Linked DNA regions of Lactuca sativa: region 1 is linked to region 2. The links are chromatin contacts, called in public Hi-C maps. All regions are on one chromosome and are shown on one strand. Each heading gives the region's core, a stretch centred on a gene start, on an enhancer-like site or on the middle of the called end of the contact. The rest is flanking DNA. Distances are from core to core; before and after follow the strand shown. Region 1 holds the start of LOC111921664. Region 2 holds the start of LOC111886427 (40S ribosomal protein S24-1).

Region 1 (4,221 bases), core at 1,107-3,606, 200 kb after region 2:
AAACTTCATAAATGGTCCTTGGGGTAGTGAAAAGACAGAAATGCCCTTCATTTAACAACCAAAAGCTAACAGAGTTAGCGAAAAGGACCATTTATTAAAAGTTTTGAAACCACAGGGATCATCTGTGAGGTTTTTAAAAACCAGGGACTAAACTTCAGATTTTCGTAAACCACGGGAACCACTTTTGAAGTTTTGTCTTAAAAGAAAAACAACCGGATAAAAAACACCGAAATCGAGAAAGAGCACTCCTAAAAGCAACCGTTCTCTTATTCTATTATACGAGACCCTCGCCATGGGTGATACGATTCCAAGAGACAAAAGCATATTCAATTAGCTACTTAGGATGAACCACACGGAGGCGATCTCGAACATCAAAAAGAGATATATAGAATTTAAAAAAGACAGAAGACCTTCCTAAGATAGATGGAGAACTCACCCTCTCTCCTAGAAATCTTGTTTACACGAGCTTTAGTAAGCCTATCCTGTAACATCCTATCGCCTGCCTGCCACTACGCTTGCTGCCAAGCCATCTCCGACTCCTTGAACGAGGGAATGAAAGAGCATGAACTAATCTCTAAACCGATGGACTTCTCTGATAAATGAGATTGGTTAGCTGCTCCCTCACAATATCGGTTCATTGACCGTAATAGAAGGCATCAAAATCTTCGAACACCTAATCCTCGAGGTTCCCCCCAAACCGATTCCTCTGGAATCGAATATTTGCATTTGATCCGACTTCGATCGGAGAAAGCCTCTGGAATTGGAGCAGATGTGGTTCGCCCGTCACTCGGTTGCTTATTGATCCCTCGGGTAGAGGGGGGGTAAGGCAAATGTCACTCTATCGATACAACGTATTGAGAGACCGCGATGAAGAGGGATATGCTCCTTTACTTGACTGGAAATGACGGGTTAAAGAGAAGGAAGCCGACAATAGCACGATAGCAAAGAGCAAAGAAAGCTAAGCGCGCAGAGAGAGCATCATATAGCGCGAAAGAGTCCAAATACAAGAAAGGCAGAGCGCGAAGCTTGTGGTCCATTCCTTTCCCAACTATAGTGGAACTTGCCTGAAGGAAATCTTTTATCTTCTTGCCATGAACAAATAAAAAATAAAATAAAGAAAAATAATGAAAAAAAAACAAATAATATAAGGGTGCATAAAGAAAAATTAATATTACCATGAGACTAAAATGAGTGGTTATGAGCTTACCGAACTCCAGCTTCAAATAACACTCCGCCTCAAAAGATTGTAAATTTGTGAAAAAAAGGAGTAGGGTATCGAATAAGAGAGAAGCAATGTTTTAAAAACCGGTTTGAACCGGCCGGTCCAACCGGTTGGACCGGGAACCCGGGGAATGAGCGGTTCAACTATCACCGGTTTTACGTCGATTTCTGAACCGGATTGAACCAACCGGTTTTTTGAAAAATCTGGTCGAATCGGTCAAAATAAACCGGTTAAACCAAATAAAAACATCTAGAAAAGAACCATTTGCATAATAAACTTTGGTGATTTTTTTTTTCAAATTTATTTTGTTTTCTCAAAATAAAAACATATGGTGTATGTTATAAAGTTTTTTGATGTGTTCTATGTTCATCTAAAACTATACTTTGTTTCGGTATTATACTTTATTTTCTTTTTGACGTATATGGATTGATGTAAAACACTAAAACTTCTGGTTATGTGTTATTTTAATGTTTTTGGATTAATTTACAACTTAATTTTATGTATATTTTTAATGTTTGAACGTGTAAACGTCAAATCATGATATATATATATATATATATATATATATATATATATATATATATATATATATATATATATATATATATATATATAGGAAAATAGAAAAAAAGAATGAAAATTATAAAAACCAACCCAGAAATCGGTCATCATACCGGTTCAACTAAAAAACCGGTTTTTAAAATATTGGAGAGAAGAAAAGGAAAATAAGAGAACATGGAGGAGAGATACCATCTTTTGTTTGCAAGCAGTTACCAAGTTGGTGTTGTCGAGATTGAGGATCGGTGTTTGCTGAGCTGACTCAATAACGTCTAGTCTACTAACAAGATATTATAAATCATTGATTTTGAAAAAGTTAAAAAAAATCATGATGGCATTTTGCAGATAAGGAGCGCTAGCATATACCCTGAGAGAGTGATCAAGGCAGTTAAAAGATCAAATTGTAACCCAAAAAATTGATTATTTTCTGACATTGATGTCCGGAATTAAGAGAATTAAATATATCCAAATGCATAAAAACCCTGTAAATCACAAATTCTGAGAACAGAAAAGAAAAAGAAAAAAACGAAAAAAAAAAAAAAAAAACTCGTATCAGAGCTAAATAATAAAACCCAAAAATCCAAAGGAAAGCACACACAAACAGATACCGATTCCCCACTCTCTTTCTCTCACTAAAACCCTCAATTGTCTCTTTCTCTAAAATCATCACCCACCGAATTACTCCCCCCTTCATGTACGCTTCGCAGTATTGTGTTTCCACCATGAATCAGTAGTGCAATTCAGTTTCTCCAAATTCCTTGATCCAGTTATCAGGTAAGAAATTTCATGTATTGAGCTGTTAATATTGGGATTTTGCTCTGATTTTTTGGTACACAAATTGGCTTTGGTAGTTTCAATTGGGCGTTTTTTTAAAACCGAAGCGTTTAAAATTCTACAGTTTTTTTGTCAATTGAATGTGTTGTATTTTTGATTGAATGGTCTCGAAGTGTGTTTCACTTTCTTGATTCGATAGTGCATTGGTGCAATTCGACGATCAGATAACCCTACGGTTCGATTTTTCTTGATTGTTGTACAATTCGTGTTTAGATGATCATGAATTTTAACAATTAAGTTGTTTTGAGTTAGAAAAAATGGTATTAATGTTAATTGATTGTGTGCAGGGTTTGTAAGGATGGAATTGAGATCGAGTAGGGTGTTAAAAAGTGGAAGACATCGTGTTGTTTTGGGTCTTGAGAATATCAAATCTCCTATTGCAAAGAGGAAAAGGAGCTCTGGTAACAAGGTAGCAAATGAGGCTGAGAGGTCATCACTGAGATCTCATAAAAAAGGAGCAAATGAGGCTGAAATTGGGGTATGTGTTGATAATCCTGATGAAGATCTTGAAATGGGTACTGTATTTTCAGAAGGTATAAAAGTTGGATTAAATACAGATGATAAAGGTTTGTTTTTGGGATCAGAGGTGTTGGATCCTATCAAAGATTTACCAGTTTCTTGTTCCGAAGGAGAAATCGAAGAGGAAAGTGTTGAATGTGTTCCTGTTGAAGAAGGAAACAAATCATCAACTAGTGAAACTGATCACTGTTTTAAGGAAGAAATTAAATCACCGCTGGACTGTGAACACGAGTCTGAACATGTAGGATCTGCAAAACTTGCTGATGATACAAAGATTGTCCATGGTGATGACTTGTCAATGTTGAATGCTTCCAAGAATGCTGATGGTGGTATTGATGAAGTTAGGCAAAAAAAGGGAAGAGGCAGGCCCCGAAAGAAAAAGAGAAAAATTAGCAACTTAAACAAGAATGAAGTAGAAGATGTAAATGGTGAAGTTGTTGAAAGTGGTATTGTAAAACAGAAAAGGGGAAGGAAAAGGAAAAATGTTAAGAAATCTGAATGCAATGGAGATGAAAGAGCTAAAAGAAAGAAAGTTGGAGATGAAAAAGCTAAAAGGAAGAAAGTTGGGGTTCGGGTTAGTGAGAGGGTGTTGCGGTTGAGGAATACGGTGGTCAGTGGTGGTGGCACGGTGGTTGATGGTGGCCGACCGGAGAAGAAGAAGAAGAAGAAGATAGAGAGGCGTGGAAGGCCTCGTAAGATACGTATTGAAACTAATGAGATTCCTTTAAAACCCTTAAAAAAACGGGGAAGACCACGCAAAATAGATGGTGAAAACAGTCAACCGAAAGTGAAACCAAAAAACAAGAAACTAAAACAGGGGAAAGAAAAGGCATCAGAAAAGAAAAGACTCAAAGATATGATTTTGAAGAAACTCAAAATGAGAAAAAGAAAATTGAAGCTTGTGGCCATTAAAAACAGCAACAGTGGGTTAGAGGCTAATAAAGTGAAAAGAATAAGAATTCGTAATAATAGGAAAAGTGTTGTTGGTGAGGGCATTATGGGAAGAGGAGAACGTAAGAAGTTACTGAGAGAGAAACTTCTTGATATACTTTCAAAGTCTGGGTGGACATTTGAGCGTAGACCAAGGC
Region 2 (3,697 bases), core at 304-2,803:
CCCGAAAACCCTCGTTAGGGAAGTTCCCTTTCCAAAAAAAAAGAAATCGTCTTTCACCCAATTTATCAAGTGAGTACATAGTCCCTTTCATAAACATGAATTAATAAAAGTATTAATCAAATTAGTAAATATTTGTTGGAAGTCATATGTGAACCATATGCTTATTGTCTGGATTATATGCTAAGATATATGAATATATATCGTGCTATGCGCGAACCAAATATGGTTATGTTTTATGTTAGGATAAATAGATAATATTTTATGACAATATTAGAAGTAACATTGTTGAGAAAATAAACGAATATTAAAACCTAATACATTGTATGGAATATATATACACTAAAGATAGGTTAGTTTCACCCAAGAAATAGAGTTGGTATTAGAAGTTGGTTACAGCCATCATAATCTAGTATAGATATAAACTTAGACTTATAGGAGATACCTTGTTTAATTAAGTTTGATATTGGACAATGTCATTAGGAGAATATGTGTAAGCTAGGAATGAAGAGTAAAGTTTTGTTCTATGACACTCTCAGGTGTCGATGTACGGTAGCTTTATACAAGAGTACATTATAGTAGCTTTATACAAGAGTACACTAGAAGCTTACTATGATAGTGATTGGGCAACCTGTCCTATTACTAGAAGATCTGTTAGTGGCTTTTTTGTTCTATTTGGTGGATCACCATTGTCATGGAAGTCGAAGAAACAAGTTACTGTGTCTTTATCATCTGCAGAAGCCAAGTACATACCTATGATACGTATTTCTTCAGAGTTAGCTTGGCTTAGTCATCTCTTATCTGAGTTACAAGCATCAAACATCAATCCTATCTCTTTTAAATGTGATAATCAAGCTGTTATCTACATTGCTAAGAATCCCGTTTTTCAGGAGAGAACATAACATATAGAATTAGACTGCCATTTTGTTCGTGAAAAGCTTCAAAGTGGATTGATTTCATTAACACATGTGCCTGCTACTGATCAAATCACAGATGTTTTTACTAAATCTTTGTCGGGATCTAGACATCATTGTGCAATCTCCAAGTTGGGACTATAGCCATACCCTCCAACTTGAGAAAAAGGGGGGGGGGGGGGGGGGGGAGGTAACTTAAGTAGTTAATACACATAACATGTGTACAGTTTAGTTATTTAGTTATTTTGTTATGAGTAAGTTGGAAGTATATCTTTTGTACATATATATAGTTTTTTTGCTCATTATGTTCTCTAACTTTTCATAATGACACGATTGAAGTTTTTTCTTCTTTCTCTCTCTAAACTCAAACAACAACAACTGTCAATAATTTGTTAAAAACCGTTTCAACCTCCATACTTGATGTTTGTCCATATTCATTTAGTGATTTAGCTAATGTATACAAAATTTTCGGGCTCTAGTGTTCCGCAATATTGAAAACGCCGTTGACATAATATTACAGTTTACTGTTTGGATTATCAATGTAGAGTTGTAGACAGCACATGATCAAAATATAGCTTATAATTTTGGTAGCAGTGGCCCAAATAAATAACCCAGCCCATTATAGATAGAAAATGCTGTTATGGGCCGCTTGCTATATAGTATATACCCATTTATATAACGCTATTAGGTTTTCTTCGCTTCTTCCCAGCCGATCACTCGCAGAAGAACTTAGAAGAGGCAGAGTCGCCGTCCATCGGAGTAGCGAATAACAGGTTCGTCTCTTCCGATATCCAACAGTTTGCTATACATTGTTTTAGCTTTGTATTCAGTCAAGGTATCAATTATTTCACCTTCAAACGATCTAATCATGTCGATGGACCTGTCCAAACGGCGATAACGCCCTTGCTTGTTTCGAAACCTGCTGTACGATTATCGGCTGCGTGGCCGAAAACACAAGTTTTTTCTCCATTGTTGGCGTATACTTTCACTAGCCTTACCATTTTCTCTATTGCACGGTTTCATTAGCGCTGAAATTAGACAATGAGATTGGATAGATGAGCGTGTGCACTTTTATCTGAACTGTATACTTGCTAATAACACTTAATTTCAGATTCATCGTCGGATGGTTTAGTTTTTTTTTTTAATGCAAGTGTTCACTCAAATAAAGTTTTTTTCTTCCTTTGAGAAGATTGTTAGAGCTTAAACAAAATACTTAGAGTTACTTACATTTTTTTAATGATGAATACTCGGATCAAAATTCGTAACTGGCGAAATTCACCATTTTCATATTTGGATTGAATAGTGAAAATGGCGGAGACTAAGGCAGTGACACTCCGTACAAGGAAGTTTATGACAAACAGACTTCTTTCCAGGAAGCAATTTGTAAGTTCATTTTCTAAACTGATGCTGTTTTGATCTGTAGTAACTTAATTGTCTGTTTGGTGTAAATCATTGTTCTTATGATGAATATATCTCTTTTCTTTTGATGTAGGTGATTGATGTGCTTCATCCAGGAAGGCCCAATGTATCAAAGGTTCTAATCTCTTCTATTCTTAAGCTGTGCCATTTATGTTTGTAATTCTGATATAAAGTAACATGATTTACTTGAAATGAAGGCTGAATTGAAGGAGAAGTTGGCAAGGATGTACGAGGTTAAAGATCCAAATTCCATCTTTGTATTCAAATTCAGAACTCACTTTGGTGGTGGCAAGTCAACTGGTTTTGGATTGATTTATGATTCTGTTGAGAATGCAAAGAAGTATGAACCAAAATACAGGCTTGTTAGGGTAACTATCTAACTCATTCTTCTTTACTGATAGAAGCATATTTGTGTTATTTCTACTTATTGTGTTTCTGCAAAATTTTCCCCTTCAATCTCTTATATTCTTTTTGGTTTTTTGTAGAATGGCTTGGATACTAAGGTGGAGAAGTCAAGAAAACAATTGAAGGAAAGAAAGAACAGGGCTAAGAAGATCAGAGGTGTAAAGAAGGTAAGTGGTTAATATAAGTTTGAACTCTTCGAAGATAATAATAAAACACCAATTATCGAACAAAATGGATTTTTTTTACCAAATTGTTGCCAGTTTATTGTTTTCCAAGTTGGTTGATTCAATTAAAAAAAAATGATAACATCAGTGATTGCCTGCTTAAATTGGTAAAAGAAGGGTGTAGCTTTGTTGCATAAATAACTGACATTTTAGTTTTATTTGATAAAAAGTAATCTATAAATCTTATATATTTTTTGATTATGCAGACAAAGGCTGGAGATGCTGCCAAGAAGAAGAAGTAAGCATTGAGAGGTTATGTGCTGCAATTTCAATTGTTGGACTTTTTTTTTTCATATCTTTAGACTTTGATCATATTGGTTATTCCCCGATGTTGAGATGAACTGAGTTTTTTTAGAGATTTATATAGCAAGAACAATATGTGTAATTTTTGTGGACTACTTGTCTAATTTTGATGTTTTGTTCCTCTACAAAACCATATGCTTACAACTTGTGGTGTTCCAACTCCACCCATTGTGATGATGGTTTGAAAGACCCTCCAACTCCTGCAAAGCACCCATCTAACACTTTGATATGGTTCTTATGGGTTTCATTTGGGTTGCTCTTCAACACACACTAATGATGTTGTTTGTTTGAAAAGAGCAATGAATATGTCCTATAGCAGGATCTGGGATGAGGATTAGAAGATCGAGCAACAAAGACAATGTTGAGTGGATGTGGTAACGATGGGCATCTGGATATATATATATATATATATATAGAGAGAGAGAGAGAGAGAGA

What was found. Hi-C and Micro-C count contacts between places; a contact is called where the count stands out from the background.
Region 1: a contact with region 2 is called in a Hi-C map of leaf, with 5 times the contacts expected there. The contact joins the promoter of LOC111921664 here to the promoter of LOC111886427 in region 2. A contact is called at or near these places in 3 of 4 Hi-C or Micro-C datasets (leaf and seed).

The regions. Positions count from the first base shown.
Region 1 is chr9:8,421,789-8,426,009 of Lsat_Salinas_v11, forward strand. LOC111921664 reads left to right here and starts at 2,357. Exons shown (of 10, transcript XM_042898217.2): 1 at 2,357-2,554; 2 at 2,902-4,221. The coding sequence starts at 2,913.
Region 2 is chr9:8,217,634-8,221,330 of Lsat_Salinas_v11, forward strand. It overlaps LOC111886427 (40S ribosomal protein S24-1), which reads left to right and starts at 1,554. Exons shown (of 6, transcript XM_023882674.3): 1 at 1,554-1,684; 2 at 2,215-2,294; 3 at 2,404-2,445; 4 at 2,528-2,698; 5 at 2,816-2,902; 6 at 3,166-3,344. The coding sequence starts at 2,220. The coding sequence ends at 3,201.